2 separate regions of the Zea mays genome follow, and region 1 is linked to region 2. The links are chromatin contacts, called in public Hi-C maps. All regions are on one chromosome and are shown on one strand. The core of a region is the stretch at or near the end of the contact, and the rest is flanking DNA. Distances in the headings are between cores, read along the strand shown.

Region 1 (4,752 bases), core at 1,475-3,974, 90 kb before region 2:
TGTCACAAATAACAATATAATAAGTTAAAAATTAAGACCATAAGACAATTAATATATTATTGTATGAATTTTCATTGTTATATAACTGACACCTTTTCTTTTATTTCATAAGTGAATTAAGATATTAGAAGTTATTAAGAGATAATTTAGGGATGTAAATACCCATTCATATTCGAATTCGATCCGTCTAAGAGGGCTGAAATCCGATCCGTATATGAGTCTAGGTATTCAGTATCTAATCCATATCCAATCTATATTTATATACGTATACTCAAAGTTGGATATTTAAGATATCAATATTCATTCAAATCGATAATATTCGTATTCGATTCGAATCTGAAGAGAAAATATGAAAACAAATATACAACAAAAAATATCCATCTATATTTGATTTAATATTATCCTTAGGATAACTTAAAGAATAACTAGATGAGTGTGAATGTAGGTTTGAAGGCCAACAACTATGATTTTGAATCCTCATTTATGTATAATTTTATCTTTTGTAATATTTAAAGGTGGAGGAGCATGACCACAGGTGAAAATCGTGGAACCATGAAAAATGATGTTTTATATAGTAGAGATTATTGTAAACATTATCTATTAAATTAATTTAAAACTAGCATATAGTATGTGGTAATGCTATGATCCCGTGGAGAGGAGAGGTCGATGACAACGTGAGGGGAGGGGTTGATGGCGGTGGCGGGAGTGAGGGGGAGGGCGACGAAATGAGGGATGATCCGAATAATATTGTCCATTGGATTTAAGTGAGTGAGAGAGGGGTTATCTAGCAATCCAAACCGTTTGTTTTGATGGTGTATTAAGTCTGCATGTAATTTGTTTTGTGGATTTAGTGAAGGTTATGGATATAGGGGTGATTTGGTTGGTTTGGTTTTGCAAAGTTTAAACTGGTGGATAAGTAAATGAAGATATTAGAAGTTATTATGAGATAACTTAGGGATGTAAATATCTCTTATCCGTATACATATACTCAAAGTTAGATATTTAAGATATCAATATCCATTCAATTTTTATCATCACAAATCGATAATATCCGCACCCGATTCGATCCGAAGAGAAAATGTGGAAACAAATATAAAATAAAGAACCATTTGTATCTGATCCGATTTTATCCCTAGGATAACTTAAAGAATAACTAGACGGATGTGAATGTGGGTGTGAAGGCCAACAAGCATGATTCAAATCCTCATTTATATAATTTTGACATTTGTAATATTTAAACGTGGAGGAGTCCTAAGGACGACTGTAAAAATTGGTGGAAGCCTGAAAACTGATGCTTCCTTTATATAGTCTATTAAATTATTTTAAGATTATATGGTACTATATTATATAAGACCGTATACGAGAGAATACTGAGATAACTTAGCGTCCATCATAGCTCAGAGAGTCACAGTCGTCTACTGTTTTTTATTGATATATATACTGTGTTTTGTATAGGTCAGAACAAGAGAACGATCATCCAAAACGCTATCATCAACTCTGTTAGAAACAGGCAAACAGCTTAGAACGTAACCCCGTAGACACTACACTAGTAGGGCTGCTGGTGTGCGCAGTCGAGGTTGGGGCCGGCGTCAACGTTGAAGATATGGCAGTACCTCTGGTAGAAGCCAATCCGGTTGTTGACCCGGGCATCGTCGGTGCGGTTGCACTCGAGGCCGCCGTTGACGATGTTGGTGACGAGGCCAAAGCCGGGCGTCCGGTTGGCCGCGGCGTCGGCGGGCGTGGGGCGGTACTCTCCGACCATGACCTCGTGGCACGACGGCTTGGGGCGGCGCGGCGTCATCCAGAACCAGAGCGCCGTCCGGAACGCGGTCTGGGAGCAGTTGGCCACCAGCTCCGGGTTGCGCAGGCCGTCGAAGCCCAGCGCCTGGCCCGCCGGCCCGTAGTTGAAGTTCCAGGAGAGCTGGATGGGGCCCCGACCGTGGTAGGACTTGCCCGGGTAGCACGGCCACTGCTCGTCCGTCGCGTCGCAGTAGTTGCTCGCCGGCTTGATCTCCTCCTTGTAGCACAGGCCCCACGCGTACTGGCCGTCCGGCGCCGTCGCCCACCCGCCTGTGGTCTCGTGAGAGATTTGCGCGAGGAAGGCCGCGACCTCGCGTTTGCGGGTGCTGAGGTCGCCAGTGGCGGCGAACGTGGGGAACGTCCTGGCGGCCTGGATGAAGGAGGCATAGGTGTAGAAGCCCTTGGCGGGGCAGGCGTCGTCGTCCTTGTGCAGGAACAGGGAGCCGTACAGCTGCTCGCTGACGAGGGCCGCCACAGGGACAACAGGGGCAGGGGCAGGCCTCCTCCACTGCCCAGGGCCGCCGTACCTCGCCTCTGCTACGCCGATGACAAGGAAAGCGACCACGGAAGCAGCAGTCCACAAGGCGCAAGAATACGCCGCCATTGTCGATGATGATGGTTGTGATTGCGATCAAGTCACGGCCGGGTGCCTGCCACAAGTGATCTGTGCGTCGGGTTCCCCTTGGATTACGGAATTAATGGGTGCTGTGTGTGCTGGAGCGGCATGTTCGCACAGGCGTGCTCGCTCTACATATATATAGAGGTTTTAATTCTGCTCTAGTGGAGGAGCGTCGGGACGCATGGAAGAGACAAGAACGGCCGGCCGGCCGCCGGCCGATGGTGGTGGTGGTGGTGGTGGTGGTGGTGAGGCGGTGACTGGTGGTGAGCGCACTGGTCCACCGCGCGCGCCATCACTAGTTGCACGACCAAATGCATATGCAGTAGACAGACTAGAGTAGGGATGGCAGTAGGTAAGGTAACCAGTAGGCACATGAAGCCATACCCATACCCACTAGGAAAAAATTGACCCATACCCATACCCACTACCCATCATGGGTACAAAATTACGCCATACCTATACCCACTATGGATAGCGGGTACCCATACCCATTAACATTACGATAGACATGATCATTTGAATCGCAAAAATAAGTATCAGCATAATAAATGTATCGAACCTAACATAATTTTATCACAGATTCAACAATATTCAACATTAAATGGCAATATCATGCCTTCAAATCACACAAAACATAGCATTGATTCTACCCGTGCCCTAATAGGGTTTTTACCCATCGGGAGCAAATTCATTTTATATGAGACATAAATCCGGACTCACATGTCATATATTAGCGGGTTCCCCATCGGGTAGCGGGTATGGGGCAACAGAGAACATACCCACGCCCACCATACCCGATGGGCATAACAAATGACCCAATAAAATACTCATGGGTATCAAAATCTGACATACCCGTGCCCTAATAGGGTTTTTACCCATCGGGTTTCGGCTTTCGGGTACCCATTGTCATCCCTAGACTAGAGATATGCATGGGTATAGTGGAGATTATTGTAGTGCGTGCATGGCAGCAAACTGGGCGTTCCATTAGCAAATGGGATGATGGGTGGGTGACTGGGTGTTTGGCATTACTCGTGCTTAACTACGTGCGCAGCAGAGATTTGAACAGGTCAGCTAATAATTGCCTCCTTTCCAGGGTTAATTTGACCGATGCGGGTGGACTCGTGTTCACTCCTTTTTTAGTGCACGGCCTGCTGCAAATAAAATGTGCCATGTGCCTTAATTTTCCAACGAATCCACGACAAAATATCAATCTATCTACGATTCGATTTTCAATCCATGTACGTGTCAGTGACGCAACGCAGTAAAAAAAATGGCATAATGTACAGGCTGACAAGTGCTTCGAATTAATTAAGTTTTTTTGAATGGTTTTACCCAATAATTACTTGAACATTTGAAACCTTGAAACATCTCTTATCTCTTTAGAGCAAGGCTAATAGAAGAACTAACCGAAGGCTGCATAATTTTGCCTTATCATCAAGAGCTAACAATAAAACCATTACATATAGGTCCTGTTTGGTATGTCTCCAACTCCAAACTCTAGGGTGGAGTTGATTGGAGCCAGCTAAACACCTCAACTTCATCTTTTTTTTAGCAAGCCCAACTCTATGGAGTTCCTAGAGCTCTAGTTTATTTTGGTGGAGTACCTCTTTCACAGCTCCAAAACGCTTTAAAATAAACCAATACGTGGAGTTAAATGAAAATTAACCACCAATGCCATTAGTTACACAAAAAACGATTCGTTTTCTTTCTTTCCTCCCGTCAGCCTCATACGCCGTCGCGATTGCCCCCGACAGCGCCATCAGCTGCGCCGCCCCCTCCTACACTAGACCTTTCTGCCTGCTGGCAGCCGCCAGCGCCTAGTTCGCTGGTCCCGGCAGCTGCCCCTCCCCCGGTTCGCAGGTCCCGGCCGCCCCTCCTCCCCCAGTTCGCCAGTCCCAGCTGCACGCCCCTCCTACGTGTGCCCTCCTCTCTTGACTTGAAGGTACTCCCTCTCTATCAATCTAATTAGTGTTTAGTTTTTGCATTTAATTTGTGTAATGCCTTGAAATTGTACATACTTTGAACTTTAGTTGCTACTTGTATTGTTAGAATGAATTAATTTTCAGAACTAGATGTCATTTTAAATTTCAGAATTGGATGCTCATATCTCTTATGCCTTTGATAACTAGCACTTGGTTATTTGGGATAGCATGTGTTACTGAAATAAAATTTGTGAGTTCTAATAGATGCCAGAAATTGATTGGAATCTTGAGAACACACGGTTGTTTGTAACTTGTTTGCCGAACAAGTTGGCAAAGGGAATCGACCAAACACTTACCTCAAGTCAGTTGGGTATGCTGAGGTGGAGAAAGGATTCAAAGATAGGACATGTA
Region 2 (4,915 bases), core at 2,409-4,908:
TCTAAAAACACGTAAAGCACATAAATCCATTTAAATTGTAAAAAATATGTACATTATCAATATAACATTAAAATTTTCGGCAGGACAGATCACATGTGAGATTCATTCAAACATAGACAAGAATGTAAAAGGTGAACCAAATCACTACAGCATGGGCATACAACTTCCACCTCGGCGACCACCTCCTTAATTCTGCGTCGCCTAATCCTGTTTGTTTGGGCTTTTTTCAGCTTCTGTCACCAAAAGCTGTTGCGGACTGCCAAACGCTCCAGTTTTTTAGCCTGCGTCTATAAGAATCATTTAGGTAAAAACCATTCAAAATCAACATGAACACATAATCGGTCGAGTCATCATGATAGTAGAAATTCATCGCTTTCTAGATCCTATACCCTTTGGACCACTTCATCTTTCTCCACACGTAATCCCCACGATACTCAGATTCTTCACATAATTAGAATCTCTTTACAGTCATATTCTTAGAAAAGTTGTTCAGAAAAAAGTTGAACCAAACAGGTCCGACATGGCTCCTTTTGATACTCCAGCGTTGGTGCCATGAATCTACTAGGTCTGAACTTTCGGCCTAGATAGGTGGTTGAGGCAGAAATCTTCCGTAATTTTGCTTTGTAAATATGCCACGAATGTTTTGTTTTGTCTCCTCGGAGTTCATCATGGTTGGCCATCATTTCAGTGGTGGTTGTGCCCTTGATCACTTCTTTTTACCCACTCATGTTCTAATTAATCATAATGATCTGCATAGGTTAATTTTGATGGGACCCAATAAGTTACTCTAGTTTGATTATCTTTATACCTTGTTTACCACTGAACTTTTTGGGTAGTACTTACTAGTGCTTTATGTGGTTTTGGGTATAAGGATACATTATTCATGATCACACTTTTATTATCTATTTATTATTACTGTTCATGATAAGATCATTATGTTAATTGGAACATGGAGCGACCACCCGGAAAAACAGTGCTACCACAAGGGTTTAATGGGACGCCCTTGGCTGATTAATTAGGAAAGCAATTGGAAGACTACCTTACCCGAAAGGGGCAAGGGCAGTAGGGGAGTGGTCAGTGTAGGGAGGTCCTTGGGATGATTTTGCTGCGATGGCGATCATGCGAGGGATCCCTGCATTGGAGCTTCCTATAAACTGTAGCGGGTCTTCTGAAGCTAGTGGAACTTTGAAAAGACCTCGTAGTGTTATCCTGCCTCGCCTTCTCGGTAGAGGTGTATGGGAAGTCGCGATCTCTTGGCAGATGGGTAACATGACTTGTGGGTAAAGATGCGCAACCTCTGCAGAGTGTAAAACTGCTATACTAGTCGTGCTCACGGTCATGAGCAGCTCGGACCCTCACATGATTAAATTATGGAACTAAATTCAATTTGTCATATGCATTGCCTCGCAGGTGAGGTTGTTACTTTTGTTCTACTATTTAATTGGGTTGGTATTTACTTGTACTTAGTAACTGCTAATAAAATTTTGGTCAACTTTAAAAGCAATGCTCATCTCTAACCATCCTCTTTGGTAAGTCTTACACTTCACGTGAGCTACCATCTTTGGCGAGTTCATGCACATTATTCCCCATAACTTGTTGAGCGATGAACGTATGTGAGCTCACTCTTGCTGTCTCACACCCCCACAGGTCAAGAACAGATACCACCGGATGAGGCGCATGGAGGATGCTGCGATGTGTTCGTGAGAGGTCTAGGTCATCGTCTCCCAGTCAACTTTGGGTTGTTGGACTGTTATCTCCTTATAATGTATTTATTTATTTATTTTGTATAGAATTCCTGTTATGTAGTAAAGATGTGACATTCGATCATTTGTCATGATTCATCATATGTGTGAGACTTGGTCCTAGCACACCTGGTGATTATGTTCACGCCCGGATCTTGGTGCCCCGAAACCCGGGTGTGACATGACCACAATCTTAGACCTATGAGAGTAGATGCCTCATAAATATAAGAAAACACATTAAGTGCAAACCAACATGCATGATGAGAGAGTGTATTTAAAAATATACCAAAAAAATAGAAAGACCATTTTGAAAGTTGATACATGATATAACGGTTGTTTAAAAAAATTATCATGACTGTTTCTATGGTTTACACCATATGATTGATTCGTATCCCTTAAAATAATATTCTAAAAGGATAGTCTGGGATCATTACTACTCAAACTATGTCAATTTAGAGGCGTAAGGGCTTATGAAAATTTCAGTCGTCTCTAAAAACACGTAAAGCACATAAATCCATTTAAATTGTAAAAAATATGTACATTATCAATATAACATTAAAATTTTCGGCAGGACAGATCACATGTGAGATTCATTCAAACATAGACAAGAACGTAAAAGGTGAACCAAATCACTACAACATGGGCATACAACTTCCACCTCGGCGACCACCTCCTTAATTCTGCGTCGCCTAATCCTGTTTGTTTGGGCTTTTTTCAGCTTCTGGTCACCAAAAGCTGTTGCGGACTGCCAAACGCTCCAGTTTTTTAGCCTGCGTCTATAAGAATCATTTAGGTAAAAACCATTCAAAATCAACATGAACACATAATCGGTCGAGTCATCACGATAGTAGAAATTCACCGCTTTCTAGATCCTATACCCTTTGGACCACTTCATCTTTCTCCACACTTAATCCCCACGATACTCAGATTCTTCACACAATTAGAATCTCTTTACAGTCATATTCTTAGAAAAGTTGTTCAGAAAAAAGTTGAACCAAACAGGTCCGACATGGCTCCTTTTGATACTCCAGCGTTGGTGCCATGAATCTACTAGGTCTGAACTTTCGGCCTAGATAGGTGGTTGAGGCAGAAATCTTCCGTAATTTTGCTTTGTAAATATGCCACGAATGTTTTGTTTTGTCTCCTCGGAGTTCATCATGGTTTTGGCCATCATTTCAGTGGTGGTTGGCTCTGCTGATGGTTTTGGCCTAAAATATTTTTTTGTCACCTCTTAGGCCGTCGATCGGTTTCCATATCTACACTAGTTCTTTTGAGTGTTCTTTGTTTGAGCTTTTCTTCAACTTCGATATCATGATGGAGGTCCTAATTTCATTCAGTAGCATAGACGACATTGGGAAGCAGAGAAAGAAGCACACTACGTGATTGGTTGCATGTATAGAGATAACCAGGCTCCCCGCGTGCTTTGACCAAACACGAGATTCTGATTAGTTGCTTGAATATGAGGATGCTGGCCAGCATGCTGGCGTGCAGGCTAGGCCTTTTTTTTCACTACCCGTCTGCACGTGTGGAGATGACGCTAATGACGATCGCTGAGGAGCCAGGCGCACGGGAGGCCTGCGTATGGGAGCCACTCAACCAATCAGCCGGACAATGAACGATCATCAGCAAGAAACCACGTTCGCCACGCCGCCGACGCGATCAAATCCTCTGCAGGTACATTTAAATCCTTTTATTTGCGTAAACAAGGTTCCGGTGATGCCCGACAGTTTAAATTTAAATTATGGAAATCGATCAGGTCGTCCTTCGGTCTTTTGTCGCTAGATCTTTGGCCTCTAATTACTCCTTTCCGAACGATCATGATTCATGAGTGGTATTTTGGGCAATGCACGGACTTTATCGCAATATGTTGGGCTTTTTTATTCCCACTATCTAGCCTGTGGCCACTGTCGGCCCAATTAGGTGTCGATCTTTCTTCCATTTTGGCCACTCCTATGACAACCATCAATTCACGTCATCACGCTTGTGACTCTATATAGTCTGTTGTTGGTCTCTTGCTTTTTTTATTACTAAATCAACGCAATTGTTAAACATTATGAACCTTCGTCTTTCGAAGCGTTATCGCCTTTCGAGCATAACAATTGTTTATTTTAGTATGTGATCTATTTATAGGTATGGGACGCAACCCAAGTAAAAGTACATTTATGACCCTGACATATACACATAATCCTAATACAAACATTAAGGATTAACGAGCCTTTTTCTCTTTGGCTCAACATCGTGTTAAACCTTCGTAACCACCTTGAGCCGAAGTTGCAATCCTTTGGCGCTTTGCGCATGCTTGTTGCAGCTTCGGCACTCAGTTCCATTGTTTATAGGAGATTTCTCCATCCTAAGGACCTTCGGCAAAGAAAGAGACCCCCAACGGTGCTTGGTCGTTTTTTCATAACGAGCTCGATCCGCGAAAAAGACGAAGGCTTCTGAATGCTGAAGATCCGAAAACACCTTCCCTGAGCTTGTTATTAAAAAACGAATAAAAAGCTACGGCCTGTGCCGCTCCACCGATCAGTCAGTATGAGCGATACAATGGTTCGCCTTCTTCACCTGCAAGGCTATATAAACAGATGAGTTGGTGAGAAATTACCACATCATTCATTGCTATTGCATCGTTGTGCTGTTGAAAATTTTTACTGAAGCCGAAGCTTTCCATCATCTGTGCACTTGTTGTGTAGCCTTCGAACAATCGTCAAGTTAGTTGAAATTTAGCTTCGTCTTAAGAACTGAAATGACTAGGATCAGGTCTTTTACTAAAGCCGAGGCTAGGGTGGATGTGGTGGCTACCACGAGCTGTAAGAAGCTTGTCATGGACATGCACTACGAGGCGTGCATCTAGGCCATTATCACTTACCATGACTCTGTCCTTAGGGAGAAGGTGAGCAAGGACACCTAATCCATGTCGTTGACTTGGGACCAGTACTTGCAGATAAATATAGAACATTAATATTGATATTAATGGCTAGTTTGGGAACCTCATTTCCCCAAGTGTTTTTTATTTTCCCAAGGGAAATTAGTTCATTTTCCCTTGTGAAAATAGAAATCTCTTGGGAAAATGGAGTACCCAATCTAGCCCTAAAGATGCTTAATTTTATCTTCTGATATGTCGTGTACTTGTTTTTTGTAGATGATTCCTTATTGGTGCGCAGCACATCCTGAGT

The links. A called contact is a pair of places that touch in the nucleus more often than the background predicts.
Region 1: a Hi-C map of leaf shows a contact between it and region 2, with 6 times the contacts expected there. The contact joins the promoter of LOC103634645 here to the enhancer-like site in region 2. A contact is called at or near these places in 4 of 25 Hi-C or Micro-C datasets (bundle sheath, ear, leaf and 1 more).

Annotation. Positions count from the first base shown.
Region 1 is chr8:1,143,588-1,148,339 of Zm-B73-REFERENCE-NAM-5.0, reverse strand. It overlaps LOC103634645 (chitinase 10), which reads right to left and starts at 2,724. Exons shown (of 1, transcript XM_008657242.4): 1 at 1,372-2,724. The coding sequence starts at 2,404. The coding sequence ends at 1,547.
Region 2 is chr8:1,054,039-1,058,953 of Zm-B73-REFERENCE-NAM-5.0, reverse strand. No RefSeq gene overlaps it. Among protein-coding and RNA genes, the nearest start is that of LOC100278048, 26 kb to the left of the region's middle. Within about 2 kb of position 3,658, at least 8 of the 20 cell types and tissues checked have an H3K27ac peak or open chromatin away from gene starts, as enhancers often do. A contact at or near this core is called in leaf, where this site is marked.